Regions from separate parts of the Mus musculus genome. Here all the other regions are linked to region 3. The links are chromatin contacts, called in public HiChIP or PLAC-seq maps. All regions are on one chromosome and are shown on one strand. The core of a region is the stretch at or near the end of the contact, and the rest is flanking DNA. Distances in the headings are between cores, read along the strand shown.

Evidence for each region. HiChIP or PLAC-seq counts read pairs in DNA pulled down with a chosen protein or histone mark.
Region 1: a contact with region 3 is called in an H3K27ac HiChIP or PLAC-seq map of embryonic stem cells, with 3 times the contacts expected there. The contact joins the promoter of Rap1gap here to the promoter of Hp1bp3 in region 3. A contact is called at or near these places in 4 of 39 promoter capture datasets (embryonic stem cells, liver and pre-B cells) and 5 of 115 datasets of contacts at active chromatin or transcription factors (the 230-238 cell line, embryonic forebrain, embryonic stem cells and 2 more).
Region 2: a contact with region 3 is called in an H3K27ac HiChIP or PLAC-seq map of embryonic fibroblasts, with 2.9 times the contacts expected there. The contact joins the enhancer-like site here to the promoter of Hp1bp3 in region 3. A contact is called at or near these places in 3 of 39 promoter capture datasets (embryonic stem cells, hippocampal neurons and pre-B cells), 4 of 15 datasets of contacts at CTCF or cohesin (the NIH/3T3 cell line, embryonic stem cells, large pre-B cells and 1 more), 10 of 484 Hi-C or Micro-C datasets (the C2C12 cell line, cerebral cortex, cortical neurons and 6 more), 33 of 115 datasets of contacts at active chromatin or transcription factors (the 230-238 cell line, the NIH/3T3 cell line, acute myeloid leukemia and 20 more) and 2 of 9 other capture datasets (embryonic stem cells and liver).
Region 4: a contact with region 3 is called in an HNF4G HiChIP or PLAC-seq map of pancreatic cancer cells. The contact joins the enhancer-like site here to the promoter of Hp1bp3 in region 3. A contact is called at or near these places in 3 of 39 promoter capture datasets (embryonic stem cells, hippocampal neurons and liver), 3 of 115 datasets of contacts at active chromatin or transcription factors (embryonic limb bud, embryonic stem cells and pancreatic cancer cells) and 1 of 9 other capture datasets (pancreatic islet).

What each region holds. Positions count from the first base shown.
Region 1 is chr4:137,705,535-137,710,126 of GRCm38.p6, forward strand. It overlaps Rap1gap (Rap1 GTPase-activating protein), which reads left to right and starts at 1,933. Exons shown (of 24, transcript NM_001379234.1): 1 at 1,933-2,126; 2 at 4,353-4,388. The coding sequence starts at 2,052. It overlaps Rap1gapos (RAP1 GTPase activating protein, opposite strand), which reads right to left and starts at 1,072. Exons shown (of 2, transcript NR_138594.1): 1 at 988-1,072.
Region 2 is chr4:137,953,778-137,958,226 of GRCm38.p6, forward strand. Ece1 (endothelin converting enzyme 1) reads left to right here. Exons shown (of 19, transcript NM_001369179.1): 15 at 2,681-2,791; 16 at 3,358-3,425; 17 at 4,222-4,412. Among named protein-coding and RNA genes, the nearest start is that of Eif4g3, 37 kb to the right of the region's middle. Within about 2 kb of position 1,519, at least 55 of the 459 cell types and tissues checked have an H3K27ac peak or open chromatin away from gene starts, as enhancers often do. A contact at or near this core is called in the C2C12 cell line, cerebral cortex, cortical neurons and 4 more, where this site is marked.
Region 3 is chr4:138,215,145-138,219,814 of GRCm38.p6, forward strand. Hp1bp3 (heterochromatin protein 1, binding protein 3) reads left to right here and starts at 1,468. Exons shown (of 13, transcript NM_010470.3): 1 at 1,468-1,596.
Region 4 is chr4:137,895,331-137,899,884 of GRCm38.p6, forward strand. All of the region lies in intron 1 of Ece1 (endothelin converting enzyme 1), which reads left to right. Among named protein-coding and RNA genes, the nearest start is that of Gm52683, 11 kb to the right of the region's middle. Within about 2 kb of position 2,086, at least 139 of the 459 cell types and tissues checked have an H3K27ac peak or open chromatin away from gene starts, as enhancers often do. A contact at or near this core is called in hippocampal neurons and pancreatic cancer cells, where this site is marked.

The sequences.
Region 1 (4,592 bases), core at 683-3,182, 510 kb before region 3:
TTTCCAATCATGCTAACGCAGCGCAGACAGTGAGCTTCAGACCGCCACAGCCCCACAGTGCACCCCTCCTCCAGACTAGGACCCATTCTGTGAACTGAAACCAGCTCCCAGAGTGACTCATTTGGATTTCCAGCAGGCTATTGGTGAGCTGAGGGAACCTGCCTGGGATACTCTCCAGTTTTCCTCAATACCCTATTCTGTTACATATTTACAATGATACTGGAACCAGTTTGAGGGGCATGTAACCTCCCTGTACCTAAGGGCAAGTCCCACCTCTAACATAGAGTAGACAGCTGCTGCTGCTACTGTTGCTCCTCCCCTCCTCTGCCTCCTCCTCCTCCTCCTTCTCTTTCTTCTTCTTCTTTAGTTTTTCAAGACAGGGTTTCCTTGTGTAATGCTGGCTGTCCTGGAACACACTCTGTAGACCAGGCTGGCCTTGGACTCACAAAGATCTACCTGCCTCTGTCTCCTGAGTTCTGGGACTAAAGGTGTGTGTCACCATTGCATGGCTGAGAGTGTCTTCTCTATTGACCTTGCCAGCTCGTCACTGGGCAGCGCCTTTGGAAGTGCTTTGGAAATAATCAGTATTACTGTGTCCCCAGAGCTGTGCAGGGGTTGTATTTTCTTTTCTTTGGGGAGCCACATTTAAATAGACACCGAGCTACCCTCTGCAGTACTCAGGGACTGTAAAATCTGCATACATGTGCATACTTGGCCTACCTATACCTAACCTGGGAGCCAGACCACATTCAGACAGACAGACAGACACAAGTACATATATCTATAGTGTATTCAGACTTGCTCATGAACACATAAAGGAGATAGAAAGTAAATACCCCCCCAGGCGTCCCTACCCACCCCTTCCTACCCACGGGTACTTCTATGCTACAGCAATGCAGTATGTCACGTAGAGCCACGACTAGCCTTGGAGACACACATGTACACAGATAAGGACCTAGACACATACGCAGGCGGCATCCACTCTACCTGGCCTACATATCGCCGGTGATTTGAGCAGCTTTGGCCTCCCCCAGGGCCACGGTAGGAAAAGATGCTCTTCTGGCTGCATTGTGTTGGGTACCCGGAAGTGTGCAGGCCTGGAAGTGGTTGCATAAATCAATATTTGCTGTTGTTAATTATTAAAGCCAAAGCTACTCGGTGTCTGGAATGCACATCTCTGGTGTTCCCGCTGGCTCTCTAGGTCTAAACCTGACCCTGGGCCAGGTCTGGGAGGGCAGGGAAAGTGCTGCCTGCCTTCCTTTCAGGAGCTCCCTGGCCCTGGGGACAGAGGGTAGTAGACAGCACTTCTGGGAAGCTGTAGGAGATCTGCCCCCCGCCCCTAGCTGGAGGACAGTCCTGCCCCTAGAGCATCCAGACTTCTCCAGCATCTGTCTTGGGGTCTGTCCCTGCTGCAGACTGGCTGCACCAGCCTAAGACACAAGGACTTCAGGGTCAAGTTGGGGGTGGGGGGTGTCGTTTCAGAAGCCTTGTAATTTACAGATGGTAAACTGAGCCAATGGAGGTGCCAGAGACTCTGCAGCTTCAGACTCTTCCAGGGATCCCGGGGTTTTCTAGCAAAAAAAGCTATTGCACCTCTTGGAATATGATTTTCTAGTGAAGACATTTGTACCTCCTTGGTTATGGCGATCTGGTGAGACACGCAAAGGGTCCAGCAAAGAAAGTGCTTAAGCACCATCTCCAGTACTCCTGCATTCCCTGGGCACAGCTGTCCCAAGAACCTTGTCCTTGAAGCCCAGAGGCAGGGTCTCCAGTCTGGGAAGACACAGCTGCTCACAGAAGTGCCTGAGGCTTCCCGCGCGCAGGCGCAGTGTCCTGGGCCCCTTGCCCGGCCGCCCCGCGAGTGGGCGTGGTGGCCTTCCGCCCCGCCCCTCCTCCGCGCCTCCCGCACCTGGCGCCCCGCCCCCTCGGGCCCGGCAGCAGGGTGAGCCCAGAGAAGGCAGAGCGGCGGCGGGCGGGACAGGAGCGCAGAGCTCGGGCTACGGGGCCCCGGGCCGGGCCGGCTTACAGCGCCGCCGGGGCTGGGGCTCGGGATGGCGCAGCCGCGGCCCCCAGCGCCCCATGGCCGTCCGCGGAGGGGCTCGTTGCCGGCGGGGGCCGGCTGGCAGGTGAGGACCCTGGCAGGGGCGGCCTGGCCGACTGGGGACCCAGGGCCATCAGTCAGCCTTACTACCCAGAGTCTGGCAGTCTGTGCCTGAACCCCGTCACGGTGGGTGTGTATGTTTTTGGACTGACACCCGAACTACACGGAGCACCCTAGTGTTTTCCAAAGCTGCCCCTGGGTCAGACGTAGGGACACTGTGGCCATGGGCTGCAGTGACACTGGGTGTGTGTTTAACTGTTGTTGGGACTGCCTGCTGCCTTTTCCACACAGATGGAGCGATATCATAGGGTGACTCTGGTGGCTCTTCCCCAGGTGGGATGCCCGGCTTCTGGCCACACCACTCCCAGCCTTCCTTTGCCATGTGTCAGGGCGTCTGCTGTTGCCTGTGGGGCTGTAACTGTGGGTGTTACTTGATGCTCTGTGTGCACACTCTGGGTGACAGTGCCATGTGTCAGTGTTTATGTGGTTGTGATTCTGGTGCAGCCATGTGTGGTGTTTCGTTGTGGCTGGCTGTTTGGTCACCTTAAGTAGGACCTCCTCTTTTCCTCAGCCCTTTGCTGGGTCTCTTTAGGTCAGAGACTATCTGGCTGACCCTGAAAGGATGGTGGCACTGTTGTGACATTGTCACGTTGACAGGTGTGTTTGTCCTTCCTGGACAATAGGTGTGTGTCTATGCTATCTGCCAAACTGTCATTGCTATCTGCTCTTCTAATCTCAGAGGTGTTGGGTGTGGCCACAGGTGCCCATGGCTCAGGGGCTCCTGGGTACTACTGAAGTGGACTTTACAGGTTGGATCTTGTTTTGTAGGTAGGCTTCAGAGTGTATGCACAAGGGCTTAGGTTTTGTGACTTCATACTGTGCATATGTGGTGATGGGTGGTGATGCTCAGGATCCCATGGGGTTTAACAACCCTGGCAGTTGCCTGATTCCTCTTCCTTTGCTCGGAACTCTTGTCTACAATATGGGATGCTGGCTTGGGTTTGTTGCACCGCATGCTTTGATCCTGGCAGTGACGCCTGGGACTCTGCATCTGTTTCCCTGAGCACCTGGCTGAGCCTGCACGTGCCGGTGCTCTCCTGGTCTCAGCCAGGAGAATGCCTGTGTCTGTGTGCAGTTACTGGGGTGCAGGCCTGCACCGGTGTGTGCACAAGTGTGAATATCAGGTACATGGACTTGAGTATGTGTTGTGTGTAACTCAGAACACCAACATGTGTATGTGTGTGTTAGGCAATGTCTCCAAGAATTACTGTGCATAGACTCCATATGGATTTCTGTATGCATCTCTGTGTGTGTTTCTTGATACACAAAAGGTATGCCTGGTGCCATGTTCAAATCATGGTGTGGAGGCCTGTGTGTGCGTCTCACAGACAGAGAGTATGTTTCCTGGATTCACAACCTTAGCACATGTGTGTGAGCCCAGATGGCCCCTCCAGGGCAGCAGGAACCACCTGAGTTGAACCTTGGAAGGGCTGGAGGAAAGGCTGTCCTGGAGACTCTGGGGGCTTCCCAGGCCCGGCCCCCAATCGGCCAGCCTCCATCCGGTAGGGATGCTGCCTTCCAGGAAGACTCAGAAGGGAGTTGGCGCTGGAGAGGCCCGTGCTGCCAGACGATGTGTTAACCCTGTGTGTGTCCTCATTGGCCTTGGACAGGCTGGCTTATGCATTGGGGGCCAGGAGGGGGTGCATGTGAGACCATGTGCAGGTGAAGGGACAATAGCAATCTAGCATCTCTCCCCAAAGAGTCCCCAGCCTCCAATGTTTGTGGGGAGAGCTGTCTGTCTGACCAGGGCATCGGTGAACTGGCTGCCGTCATGGGTGATAGTGGAACCACAGACCCCCCCCCCCCCTACATGCCTGGTAGGGCTTGGCTCTAGGGCTGGGTCTGGTGGGCTCTCGGGGGGCTCTATATGCCAATCTCAGAGCTGATATCATTGCATTGGGGGAGAGGAAGGTATCTCTTCCCCTAGACTAACAACAGCCTCCTCCTTCCAGAAAGCAAACTGAGTTGGGGCATCTGCCAGAGATCCAGGCTCTGGGCTCACATCAGTAGGCAAATGGCCAAACTCTGGAGGGTCAGTTGTACAAAGCCCCTCCCACAGAGTCTTGGTTGCACCCTCTTGGTACCTCATGAGAGGATCAGGCAAGCTGGGGTGGTTAGAGCCCGTGCCGGGCTCGACAGAGTGAGCCGTGCTTCCCTCGGGTCTGACCTTGCTCTCCCGTCTCTGTTGCAGAACACAGATCTGTTTGAGATGATTGAAAAGATGCAGGTAAGGATGGGCCAGGGAGCCCCAGAACCAAACTGCCTAGTCTAAAGGTGGATGTCCCCTCTGCAGAGCCTTGAAGGACTAGTTGTTAGGCACCTGCCTCCTCTCTAACTATGAACTCTTCTGGGCTCCCAGGGTCCCCCAGCAGGCCATCCCCACATGTACATACCCACCCAGCTCATCAGAGTCCTGGTAGGCTCCTCTGCA
Region 2 (4,449 bases), core at 269-2,768, 260 kb before region 3:
CTTCTAGGCTCTGCCCCACAGTTACCTGGCAACCTTTACAATGTTTTTCATGACATAGATGAGTATTTTGCCTGCTTTTCTGTTTGTGTACCGTGTGCATGCCTGGTGCCCACAGAGGTCAGAAGAGGGGTCAGATGCTCTGGATCGAGAGACACAGATGGTTGTGAGCTGCCATGTGATAATGAGAACCAAATCCAGGTCCTCTGCCAGAGCAACAAGTGCAGTCAGCAGTGGTGGTGCACGCCTCTAATCCCAGCACTGGGGAGGCAGAGGCAGGCGGATCGGAGTTGAGGTCAGCCTGGTCTACAGAGTGAGTTCCAAAGTTTTGGAAAAACAAACAAACCAAAAATGTACAAAAAACAAGAAAGAAAAGAAAACAAACAAAAAAGTGCTCTTAACTGCTGAGCCATCTCTCTAGCTCCCATGAATCTTTTCTCGGTAGGTAGATAATTGAGTGGATGATAAAAACAGAGGTATTGATAAAAACAGAGGTTTACTGTTTTCAGGACCAGCTCTGGGGGTGGAATCAGCCTTTCTCTACAACTGTGCTCAGCCCCAGTCTCCTCAGCTTTCTTTATTTCTGGTTTAGCAGGCAGCTGGGTTCTCATGTCTGCCTCTATATCATCCACTCTAACAGTTTGCTTAAGAGTATATATAGAAAAGCCAGCCTCACACAGACAGCCAGTTAGGAAGTGGGAAGGTTTTTGTTGGTCGTGGTTTTTCTTTTGGATTTTTTTGGGACAGGGTCTCTCTACCTAGCCTTGGCTCTCCTGGAACTCATTATGTAGACCAGGCTGGCTTCAAACTCACAGAGATCTGCCCACCTTGGCCTCCCAAGTGCAGGAATTAAAAGTCTGTTCCACCATGCCCAGCAGGAAAGAGGAAGACTTTAATAGTTGTGCATAGTCTAATGCTTGTACATATTACTATCCCTTTTATAATAATAATAAAAAAAATTAGCTGGGTGGTTGTGGCTTATGCCTTTAATCCCAGCACTCAGGAGGCAGAGGTAGGCGAATCTTTGAGTTACCAGGCCAGCCTGATCTATAGAGGGACTTCCAAGACCTAGGGCAACAGATAGAAACTCTTTTTTCAGGGGGGTGGGGGAAGAACGAAAGAAAGAAAAGGATTTTTACCTATTTTACGCATGTATTTATTTTATGTATATATGTCTACCACACGCATGCAGTTCCTCTGGTGACCAGAAGAGAGCATCAGATCCCCTGGGACTGGATTTACGGGCCATTGTAAGCTGCCCTATGGCAGCTGGGACCTGAACCCAGGTCCTCTAGAAGGGCAGCCAGTGCTCTTAGTCACTGAGCCATCTCAGCCCACCCCAAGATTATTTTGAAACCTTACATTCTTGTCATGGGTAACAGATGACATCAGTTGTTTTCCCAGAGATTGTGAACTCACCCCACCCATCCACAAGAAAATGTGCAGTATCTGCTTGCACATGCCTGTGGTTTGTCAGCCACTCTGGAAAGGAAGCAGGATAAGAACTCTGATGCGCTTCGTGGGCGAGGCCCACCGGGTGACGCAGAGCAAGAGGCTTGTGCTGTGGGGGCTGGGCTTAGAGAGCCTCTCAGGGACATTCAGAGAGTGAGTGTGGCTTGTCGGTCTGGGTTTGAGGCTTGTTCCTAGAGGGGGTTTTCTGGCTTTGTTTGTTTGTTTGCACATGTGTGCTTATTTGCGTGTGTGGAGCTTACAGGGGGAGATGGAAGCATCTTCCTCCATTAGCTTCCATTCTGTTGAGGCAGGGTCTCCTTCTTGAACCCAGAGTCACTAGTCTAGCTAGCAAGCTCCAGATCTCTGATCCTGCTCCCCAGTCACCTGCCCGCTGCCTGTTTTGGGTTTTTTGTTGTTGTTGGTGGTGGTGGTGATGGTGGTGTTTTTTTTCTGGGGGTTGGGGGGGTTGAAACGCAAGTTCACGTCACCCACGTTGGCCTTGAACTCATTACGCAGCTGAGGAGGACTTTGCACTCCTGATCCTCCTGTCTCCACATCTTTGCTTTTGTTTTTCAAGACAAGGTTTCTCTGTGTAGCGCTGGATGTTCTAGAACTCGCTCTGTAGACCAGGCTGGCCTTGAACTCAGAGAGCCACCTGCCTCTGCCTGCCAAGGGCCTGGATTAAAGGTGTGTGCCACCACCTCCTGGCTCTGCCTCCACAATGATAGCATTTCAGGCAGCTTCTGTGGTTTTTGGTAGAGCACCTTTGAGGGCAGCCTTGGTCGGCATTTGAGAGCTGCTGCTAAAAGCATCTTGAGCCTGGCACTCAGATGTGTGACTGTAAGGATGGGATGGCGATGACCTTGACCTCTTGGTCCTTTGCTTCCTCTTGCCTGCATTACAGCGTGCACTGCCATCTGTTTTACACAGTGTTGGGAATTGAACCCAGGGCTTTGTACATCTTAAGACAAACACTCTTCCACTCTGACCCACATCCCTCAGCTCCCAAAAGCCACATTTGTTTGTTTGAGACAGTTTGTCTCTATGATGTAGCTCTGGCTGTCCTGGAACTGGCTCTGTAGACTGGGTGGGTGTCAAACTCACAGAGATCCACCTGCCCCTGCCTCTCAAAGTGTACCACGCCCAGCTTCCAGACCACGGTCTCTAAGCCACGTCCCCCTCCCCTTCCAGCAGGTTTGCGGGAGAGCTCACGTGTGCTTGTGGCTTGCAGGTGGAGTATGACGCCGCCCATGGTGAACGCTTACTACTCGCCCACCAAGAACGAGATCGTGTTTCCAGCTGGAATACTGCAGGCGCCATTTTATACCCGCTCTTCACCCAAGTAGGTTATGTCTTAGCCCAACCACTCCCCAGCCTCAGCAATCCCCAATCCAGTCTGGCCCAGAGCCCATAACTGACTGTTTAACCGGCCGGTCTCCTTGAGCCATTGGTGCCCAGACCTAGAAGGCCTGGAGTTGGGAAGCAGCTTTTGTGGCCCCAGTCCTCCCCTCCTGACCGCTCTTAACTCTGCAGAGAGGGTGTGGGAGGAGCATGTCACAGAGTCAGGGTCCCGGAGCTGGAGAGCAGACATTCTGCCTGTGTCCCCTGAAGACAGGCTTTGGAAGCCATGGCCCCAGATTTGAATCCCAGACTGGATATATACTGTGTGACACTTCGGCAGAGGCTGGTGTGGCCCCACCCTCTCTGTCCGTTCATGAGTATTAAGACCCAACTCTCTTGAGTGACATAGACACATGCCTGGCCCCCAGAGGACACAGTTGAGTGTAACTAACTCTGTCCAGCCTCCAGCTATCTCCAAGAGCCATATTCCCAGAAGCCCTTGCAGGTCGCTGCTATGTCTTGGGTCCTATAGCTGGCTTCACCCTCACTTATATGTTCCTTCTCCAGCGCCTTGAACTTCGGTGGCATTGGTGTCGTAGTGGGCCACGAGCTGACTCACGCTTTCGATGATCAAGGTACAGGTTGCTGGGGGGGGGGGCGCATTCAGATAGAACTGGCCTGCTTCCAGCCCCTCCTCCCTTCACTTCGAAGGAGAGTCATACAGAGGGATTAGTGTTCAGAGCTTGGTGGAATGAGCTTCAGCCGGTCTCCTCACATGTTCACACCTCTCTTTTCTTATCTATACCACGAATATGAGGATTCCATGTATCAGTGAAAAGGTCAGGGGCTACTCCAAAGCCCCTGAGTATGGAGAGCGCTCTTGCTTAGAGGTTGGCAGTAGTATTCGGCAGGGAGTGTACAGTTCTCTACCATTCTAGAAACTTATCTCCTCAGAGAAATGGCAGTCAGGCCTCATCATTAGCTAACTACCAGAATCCCACGCATTGCCTCCTGCCTGGGGGATCCCATAGCCCAGAAGAAAAGGCTGGGTCCTACCTGTGGTCCTGGCATTGGCAGCCCTGGCTGGGAATCTATTCCTTGGGGTCAGGGCCCAGTATTAAAAGCCAGCCTGGGGCTGGAGAGATGCCTCAGCTGTTAAGAGCACTGACTGCTCTTCCAGAGGTCCTGAGTTCAAATCCCAGCAACCACATGGTGGCTCACAACCATCTGTAATGAGATCCGATGCCCTCTTCTGTCATGTTTGAAGACAGCTATAGTGTACTCGTGTACATAAAATAAATAAATCTCTTTTTAAAAAGGCCAGCCCTGGTCCTCTGTGCCCTTGAATTTTCCATGAGTCGCTCCCATCCACATACCCCAGAGGAGCATCAGTGGGTCCCTTGAGTGACCACTCTCCTCCGTCATCCACAGGTCGGGAGTACGACAAGGATGGGAACCTTCGACCCTGGTGGAAGAACTCGTCCGTGGAGGCGTTCAAGCAGCAGACGGAGTGCATGGTGCAGCAATACAGCAACTACAGCGTGAACGGGGAGCCCGTGAACGGTCGACACACCCTCGGGGAGAACATTGCCGACAACGGGGGACTCAAGGCGGCCTACCGGGTACGTCCACTCCTCATGGGCACTGTCCTGGGTCTGA
Region 3 (4,670 bases), core at 218-2,717:
GGTAACTGTGGGACATAGCCTAGATGAAATGTCAACAGGCAAAACTACATAGAGAGATCCTGTCTCAAACAAGGACACACACCAAATGTAGCAAGTTCCCAATTATGCCAATACATAAAAGTGGGATGGGGACAGGTGTCTCCGTGGCTGAGGTCCCTTGCTCTTGTAGAGGATCTCGGTTTGGTTCCCAGCACCCACATCAGACAGCTTACAACCTACTAACTCAATTCCCAGGAGTGCAGACAATCCTTAGACATCTGCACACACCCGGAACACATACAAACAGGTACACACACATATAAAAAATTAAAAGATGGTTTTAAAACAGAATTCTTCAAAAAGACCAAAATCCCTTTTTAATATTTAATTTTTTTTTCATATGACATACTTGATCAGGTCCCCTCCTCTCCAAATCCTCTCAGATCCTCCCCATAAATCCCTTTGAAGAGATTGCCCATGATCCCAGTGTTCAGGGGAATGGGTGATGTCACTAGTACAGACGCTCACCAGGGAGGAATTTTTGGTGGGGTGATTTATTTAATCTTCTTAGAACCCTTGGAGTTTCAGCCACTCTGGCAGGTGGAGAGGACTGAAAGTGTGTCTAATTGGTTTCCGTAATAAGCGCTTTGATTGACCTGCAGTTGCGGTGCCATGCATGTACCAGGCCGATACCCACAAGACTCCGGCTACTTGAGGTACATTGAATTTTTCCAAAGTGGCTTTGAAGAACTACACCTGCAATCCTTCATTTCCTTTTCCTTCTTTACACAGGCTCTCGTGCATTCCAAGCTGGCCTCAGGTTGGTTACCTACCCAAAATGGCCTTGAAATTTCGATCCTCTTGATGCCACCTATTGAGTCTGCGTCATCACACTGGGCTCTAGGTGCTGGCGATGGCACCCAGGGCTTTCTTCAGACTAGACACATACTAACAACTAAACTACTTCTTCAGCCCCAAGAACTACAATTTTCAAAGGCGGTGGTGTGCACATTACATGAATAGGCAGATCTCAACGTAAAGTGCCAAATAAAAGGCGACTCCCTTCTAATTCCGTGGTTTCTTTTGGGTGCTGGGGGTGGGGAAGCTGTCTGTGCATGCAAATCAAGAAGCTGGGGGCAGCCCGGCTCACGCATCTTCCAGGCCGTGTATGACCAGTCCTTGCTCACTACACTGCCAATTCCCTGTGGACTCAGGAAGTGGCTGTTGTTGTCTAGCACCGTCTTCCAGGGCTAAAGGGAGGCTGGAACCCCAAACCCGAAGGACTCGGGGTCGGAGACAGAGACTGCGCCGAGCACGCAGGACGCAGCCAGGAAGCTAGCGCTCCCAGCCACGCTCTGCCTCCCGTCGTCCGCCGTTCCCCCCCACCTCCCCCACGAGCGCCCTGTCGCGCCCCTGCGCGCCCGCCCGGGGACCCACTTGGCGGGCGCGCGCGGGGGCGGGGCCGGCGCGGGGGCGCGCGCGTGAGGCCGCGGGCAGGGGGGCGGGGCGGCAGAGCTCGGTGCCCGGCCTGGAGGACAGCGGTGTCGCGAGTCGGCGATCGGTGGTCCGCGGCAACGCCGAGAGGCCGTACGGGAACGCGGGCGCCGGAGCTCAGAGGTAACGCGGGATGGACCCGGACCCGGCGCGCAGGGAGTGGGCGCGAGCTCCGTGCGCGAGTGAGTAGCGGAGGGCCACCGGCCTGGGCGCTGACGCCGCTGCCCGGGCGCAAGAGGCGGGACGCGGGCACCGAAGGCCGGCGGCTTTTGTCCGTCCGCCGCGGCCGCTGCGCCCTCTCGCGTCGCGCCCGCCACCCGGCCCCTGCCCCTGGCGCGCGGGCCACTCGGGCCCCGCGGCGCGCGCTCCCGCCCTTGTTTTGTTTGGACTTGGGGAGGAGGGGCAGCTCTTCTCGGGTCGGGCCCACCCCCCCTCCGTGCTTGTCTCAGTGCGCATGCTCCGGCGTGCGCCGCGGAGCCCTATTGGCTGCGGGCTTGCGCATGCTCCGAGGCCTGTGGCCCGACTTCCGCCGCGCCCTCCTCCCCTCGGCCTACTGTCAACTTGTCTTCAAGCCCGGTTCGAAAGATGCCGGCACTAGTGAGTGGCTGCGGCGGGCCCGCCCTCCCGGCTTCTCCGCCCCCGCCGCCGCCGTGGCCGCCATTACGGAGTCCCCAGTGGTGAGTGTGCAGAGCTGAGGCCACGCCGGTCGCCGCTGGTCGCCGCCGGGTCCCCGCAGCCAGGAGCGCGGCGTGGTCTCTGCGCGGTACCTCCGCCGCCGCCCTCAGCAGTCCCGCGCCCATCTTACTCCCCACTCCCGCTAGCCCTGCGCTGTCACCGCCACGGCTCTCTGTCGCGCAGCCGCTCGCTCCCGCCTTTGTCTTCGCTGCTCCTCCGGGCGATGCTCAGCCTCTGGGCGCTGTCGCTTCGCTGCTGTCGCCGCCGCCGCTACCCCGACGGCCTTGCGCTTCTGTGTCCCCCGCGAGCCTACACCTCCCCCGGCCTCCGCCGCGCTCCCCAGGCCGGCGCAGGATTGTCAGTGGCAGCCGTCTTAAGCCTAGGCCCGAGTCGATCCAGACTTAAGCAGGCAGTTTTCCTTAACGCCCTTGAGCTAAACCCTCCTTCACAGCCAGAAGTGCTCATGACTTCTCCCCCAGGCTGCTTTACTGCCCTTCTCCGACTGCCCGTTGCTTTGGAGAACGAGTCTTATTAGACCTGGACCTCATACGCAAGCATCTTAGACGTGAAATGTGTCTAGAGAGTCATTCTGCATTTGATCTTAGCCAGAAGGGCCTAGAAGCTATTAGGAAATCGTTTGAAGTTTTTAATTTTTATTTTATCTTCAATTTTATCTTCAGCATAGGCCATATAAGGCTGCCACGAGCTTTCAGTTTCAGAGTGATTTGTTCAAAGCTGCTCTCAAATTTTGTTTTTGAGGTGGTCTCCCTAATGCTTCCTTGGGACTCTGTGCTCCTCCTGCCTCAGCCTCCTGTGTGTGAGTGCAGGGGGTGCTACTGTGAACTGACACCGGAGAGTACACATGTAGTAGGGTTAAGATTGAGGTTCTTAGCCCTAGCTTTCATACTTACTTAGGAGGTGGACCCCTGGACGCTGACTAGGAAGTTACTGAGGCCTGTGCAGATGCAAGTCTAAACTGGAGCCCTGTGGAGCTGTGTGTTTGATCGGCCTCTATCCCTGGCCGTGATAGATATCACTACATGCTACTTAATGAAATGGGAAAGTCGCTAGCAATCACGATGTTTTATCTGAGTGAGGAAAAGCCTGGGAGCTGTGTGAGGGATTTACTGGTCTGTTAGTGACATTAGAAAGGATGCATATTACATGGAGTTTATGGTGACACTCTTGCTAAAAATGCTGACGCAGTAATTTGAAATACATGCCGTAGCCCCAGACCGGCTGCCTTTTCTAATGGCATAAACTACCACCATGGAATTGGGCTTTCTACTTCTGCAAGTTTTTACTGCCTGTATTAAAACAATTTAGGCATCTCCTTTGTCAAAAGTAAGTCATGTTACTATTTACGCATTCAATAAAAAGAACCCAAAATTTGTGGCCACAGGAGAACTTGATAAACCCTAAGTGGAAATATAGTTTGGTTTCCACACCATATGAAGCCAGGTTAAAGAACCATTTTCATTCTTTAGCAAATATTTGTTGAACTCTCATTCTGACCCTGTTATCTTTTAGGCACCCAGTTTTGTATCTGTGACTCAGTAGAAAAAAATGACCTATCCACTTCCAGAGTGGTGTGCAGCTGTAATGCCAGCACTGGGGAGGTGGGCTAACCTGGGCTATTAAGATCCCCCTTGACTCCCATCCCTGCAAAAAATATCCCGGCCAGGGAGCTAATACAGCTGTCTAAAAGGTCTTATCATTCAGAGTCAACGGTTGGAACAAAAAGTTCTGTTACAAGGTACACTGACAGTGTTAAGGCAGTCCTGGCTACCCATCCATGCTGTTAGCTGTTAATGAGAAGTGAATTTAAGCTGGGCATAGTGGCACACGACTTTAATTCCAGCACTTGGGAGGCAGAGGCATGTGTATCTCTGTGAGTTTGAGGACAGCCTTATCTACATATTTCCTGGACAGCCAGGACTACATTACATGTGAAACTCTTATGTTTCAAACAAAAAGTGAGCTTAACAACCCACAAAGCCTATTACAGAAGGACAAAAAAATACTATGGGTTGGCGTTCTGTGGTTTTAGTAAAGAAATTCAGAAGTGAGGCCGACATTTTAAAAAATATTTTCCCTAAATAACTCTAGGTGTTTTCTATTACGTGCATTGACTTGGGATGGGGAGTGTGGGGCTTGTGCTGAAGTCAGAAGACAACCTTGAGAAGGAGGTTCTCATGACTCCACCCTGTGCACCCCAGGGGTCACAATCAGGTGATCAGGCTTGTCTGTCTGAGTGTCTCAGGCTGTGTGCGTGGGCATGTGTGGCTTCAGCAGTGTCACTTCCCAAAGGATGATGTGATCGGAGTGGTTTGCTTCTGTGTCGTGCTTGCCTGGGGAAATACCACCTTTATTTACATTTCCTTGTTATTATCAGGTATATTATTACATAAGTACTATTTGTTTGCACTGAAATCCTCATGCAAACAAACTAAGTAATGCTCTGAGCCATCCTGGCTTCTTTTTTTTAGGGGCGGGATGTCTCTGTGTGGCCCTGGCTGTCC
Region 4 (4,554 bases), core at 836-3,335, 320 kb before region 3:
GACACACACACACCACACACTCCACACACTAAATAAATGTAAAATTAAAAACAGTATATACCTAAATGAACATCTAAAAAACCAAGAGTCAGGCCCAGGAATGTCCTGTCACTCATCTAAGTCCTGGAGGTGGCGAGTGACAGAGTCAGGATTTAAAATGCAGGCTGTCAGTAGCCCGCGTACATTACATACTTGTCTGCTATGCTGTCTTGTTTTCTGGTGTCCTACGAGCTGTGTGCCTATCTCATACATGTATGATATGTGTCTGTGAGAAAACATGAAGTCAGATGGGGTATCTTCTCGCCTCAGAAGCCCATAGTGTGGCTGGGTATGCAGTAGGCAAATGTGTTTATTACTGGAGCTATGGATGTCCTATGTCCTGCATGGGAGGAAGCTTCAATATGATAACTCAGGGGTGGCCTAGAGGGTGCTGGAGCCCAATTCTCAGAATACCCAGGGCTTCAGGGTATCATTGGAAGGAGTTTGTTTTGAGCCTAGATCCCATCTTCCAAGTGGGGCCCAGTGGCCCATCTCCTGTTTCCACGTGACCATATTCTTGTCCTGTGGGGTTTCTGGAATGCTCTTGGTATGTGGGAATGGAGAGAAGAGACTGCAAAGCTTGGAAGAGCCCAAGCTAAGCTCTTTCTCCTGAACTGGGCATGGGGGCCACTGAGGTGACCAGAGCCTGACCCTGTGACACTCCCTGCTCTGGTAGCAAGCAGATGGGTCTCTGAGGCATCTCTAGCAGCGCCATGGTGTCTGATGGACGGCTGTGCAATGGATGGATGACAAGAGGAACTTGCAGGATCTGATGGTAGCTGAGCTAGTGTGGGTACCCATGCTGTGTGTGGTACCCCCACCCATCTTCTCTACCAACAGCAACTCTCTCCCTTTGGGAACTCACTCCATGTTAGTAGTTAGGCTGTCAACCACAGTATTGGACCCCACTCCACTGTCACAGAGCAGGGCACATGGAACAGGCCTGGTGACCTGAGTTCTCCCCTGGACTTTATCATTAACCCCAGGCAGGGAGACTGGTCTTATGCTGGCACCAGTGAGTTCGGCTGGCTCCCCTACTGGGAAAGGTGTGTGATCTCAGGAGGTGGGGGTGAGAGAGGGTAGCACTCCTAGGGGCTGGCAGGTGTCAGCACAGGGAAAGCATTTCCCAACAGCATCATCTGAAGAAGGTCTGGATCGATCATACCCTACCTGATGCCTGATCCCTCTGCCCCATCCGGGCAACACCATCAAGAAGTTTACTCACTGCCTTGCAAAAAGCCAGCTAGAGTTGAGATTATGTCATTTTCAAACCTGAGGGTCCCAACGATGGAGGGCTCCCCCAAGGCCCTGTGTGGGAAGGGCTCTTGGCATGCGCAGCAATGTCAGACAGCTGGTGGCAGGGTCGTGCTAGCAAGCTTGCAGAAGATGATGTCTGGGCGGCAGAGCGTGAGCACGTGAGCGCTCATTCACTTGCCTGTCCATTCAGGCAGTACCAGGCCACATTCCAAACAGTTTACAAAGAACTGATTATCCTCCCAGCAAGCCAGGACAGTGGATACTGTTATTTTGACACTTTGTAAGTATGAGAATGGGCCCCACATGCTTAAACTGCTCACTCCGGGTCACACAGCTAAATTTGAACTCCACATAGCGTGGCTTCTCCTCCCGGCCCCCCAAGTTTATGTTCTTAACCAAGAGTGGGGTGTGAGTGGACCCAGTCCAGCCCAGAGTTCTATCCATGTCTCCCAACCCCGGGGTGTGGGGAATGAGGCTGCCATGCTCATGGCTGTGATGTGGTCCTGCAGCTCTGGAGCCCCTGCCTGGCCTGACTGATAGGGAAGAAAGACAGAGAGCTGGCCCTATGGATTCTCTCTGGGATGGAGGGCAGGACAGTGGGGGTGCTGTCCTAGTCACTCCCCAGCCCGGGCAGATGTGGAGCTGGTACCAGGCTCCTGCCAGGCACCCTGGCATCCTGCAGGCTGTGATGTGATAATCTCCTGTGGTGAGTGATGGGCTTTGGCTAGGTCCTGCTGAGCCCTCGGCGGGAGGCTGGTGACTTTAAGAAGCCCTGGCTGGTAGCCCAGTTCTGGGAAGTTTTCAGAGGCTCCAACCAGGGAAGCCCTGAGCAGGCGGGAGGGGGAGTGTGCACTGAACGATGCTGTGTGTGCAAACGGGAGAACACAGAAGCCCCGGAGACCTTGTGCTGGAGCCAGGCCTTGGCCTGCCCTCCAAGCCCAGGCACCTCCCGCGTGTTTTTCTCCTCTCATTCAAAGCCTATATCCCTGTTTACAAGGGAGAGGTGGAGGCTCAGCCAGAGAAGAAGACTTCCCTGAGATCACACAGCCCATCTGCCAGGCTCCATGTCCAGGGCTCTGTAGGGTCTCGTGGACCTCGCCTGGTTGGCCTGTCTCTAACCTGAAGGGTTTCTGGAAGACATGCCCAGAAAGGGGCAGGGGGCCCTCAGTTTTCCCATCCCAATCTCAAACATCTTTTCTCTTGTTATCGCTAATTCCAGAGAAGGTTGTCCCCCCGCCATCCCCCCGCCCCGTGACAATAACGGGTGCTTTTGCATTTGTGGATGGGGACACAGAAGCCCAGGGATCCAAACTTAGGTGTCCTGTGAGGTTGGGGCTGGGGGCTGAGGCTTCCACTGATCCTCACTGACTCGAGCGAGGATACCAGGCCAGCCAGGCGTGGGAGCTTCAGTAATAGGAGCCACTAGGCTCTGGAGCAGAAGAGACGCTGTAGCCTCAGCCCTGGAAGTTAGGGCTTTGCTAAAAGAGGAGCCACAAGGAGTGACAAGAGGAGTAGCTTAAGGGAAGGTCTGGACCCAGGGAGGGGACAGTGTACCAGTCCCACATGGGTAAGAGGGCTTGGTTACAGCTCCTTACCAAGAGCAGGCCAGCCAGCTTTCTACAGAGTGGCCTGAAGGGGACTTCCTGAGGACACAAATGGGGGACCCACTGCGGGCTTAAGAAACAGTGAGAAAGGCTGGAGAGATGGCTCAGTGGTTAGTAAGAGCACTGGCTGCTCCTCTAGAAGACATGGGTTCAACTCCCAGCACCTACATGACAGCTCCAATTTGAGGGGATCCATCTTACCATCACCAGGCATGCATGTGGTACACACATCTGTACATGTAGGGAACACAGCCATACACGTAAAATAAAAACACATAAATCATTTTTAAAGAAGGAAGGAAGGAAGAAAACAGCTTGCAAGAGAGATACTGGAGGCGGGATGCCACCTCCAGCAGACTAGGTCTCTCCTCTGCCTGGCCACCTCCATGCTAAATAAAAGCTTGCGTGTCTCTTCCCATTTCCTGTCTAGAGCCCAGTGCTCAGAGCAGCTGTCTGCATGGGCACATGTGGTTCACCCTCTTGGCTCTTGAGTCCAAGCTTCCCACTTCCTGCCTTGGGTTATTTTGCTGAGGTATGAAGAATCCATAACCTCAAACCTGGTGGGAGTAGGTAACCAAGATGGCCTCTGCGGTTTACGGTGAGGTCTCCCCCTCGTCCTCGTGTGGCTGGAGTCCTTCCTTGGACTACACCAGTGATGTTTAAACTTCACTTTCCTGAAGACCTCAAAGGCAGCCACAGTGCTTGCACCTGACCCACCGGGTCCTCTCACCCTCAGAACCTCTATGAGGAAGGAGCTGTTGCCCTCCTGGGTGGAGGGCGAAACTGAGGTTCTGAGAGTGGCAGGGCTCGATCAGCGAAGTGGCTCGTAAGCAGCTAAACCAGAGTGGCTTTAACATTCACCTTCTTGCCCTCTCACAGTCTCCGGGTGATCCAGCCGCTAAGAGGGTACTGACCTGACGTGGGAGCGCTAAAGCCGGTGGCCAGCATCACAGAGCCGTGACTGGGACAGGGTTGAGGAGGCACACACTGCACTCAGCAGGAAGTAGAGTCTAGGTGTGGGGAACAAAGACCACCTGGCTGGCTCAAAGTTGGCTCAGCTTTGAGTGCTTAGCACTGGCAGCTGAGACTCGGGCATCGTGGGAAGGAAGCGCAGGCTGCTTGGCTGAGGGTCTGTTCCCGTCTGTATCTCTGGATCTGCTGCCCCAGAGTTGGGCTTCCTCCCAGAGCCTCAGTTCCCTTAATGTAGCATGCAGGGTCTCCCCACTGTACTGCCACACCTTCTTAAACTCTCTTTCTCTTGCCTCGGGAGCCTTGCCTTTCAGAGGGACCTAAGTATATCCTGGTCTTTCTGGTTTCGATTGATGTGTGGCCATCTTCTCGCTACACCTGCCCTGCTGTCCTTTTTTGCATGAGACCACCAGCACACTGTTAGTTCAAGAACTCAGACTGGAGTCATGTTGCCTGGGTTTAGATCCCAAACCCCACCCCTGAGGGTTGGACAATCGATCCAGCCCTTTGTGCCTTAGTTCCCTCACCTCCCAAAGAGAATCAGTAACGATACATATCACTATTTTTGTGAGGATCGAATAGAGAAGCATTTAAAGTACTTGGCTTGTAGTGTTTGACTGGTATACAGCAAGCACTAAATAAATGTATGATGTGTTGATTAGAGCCACGTTGTTCATTTCTCCTC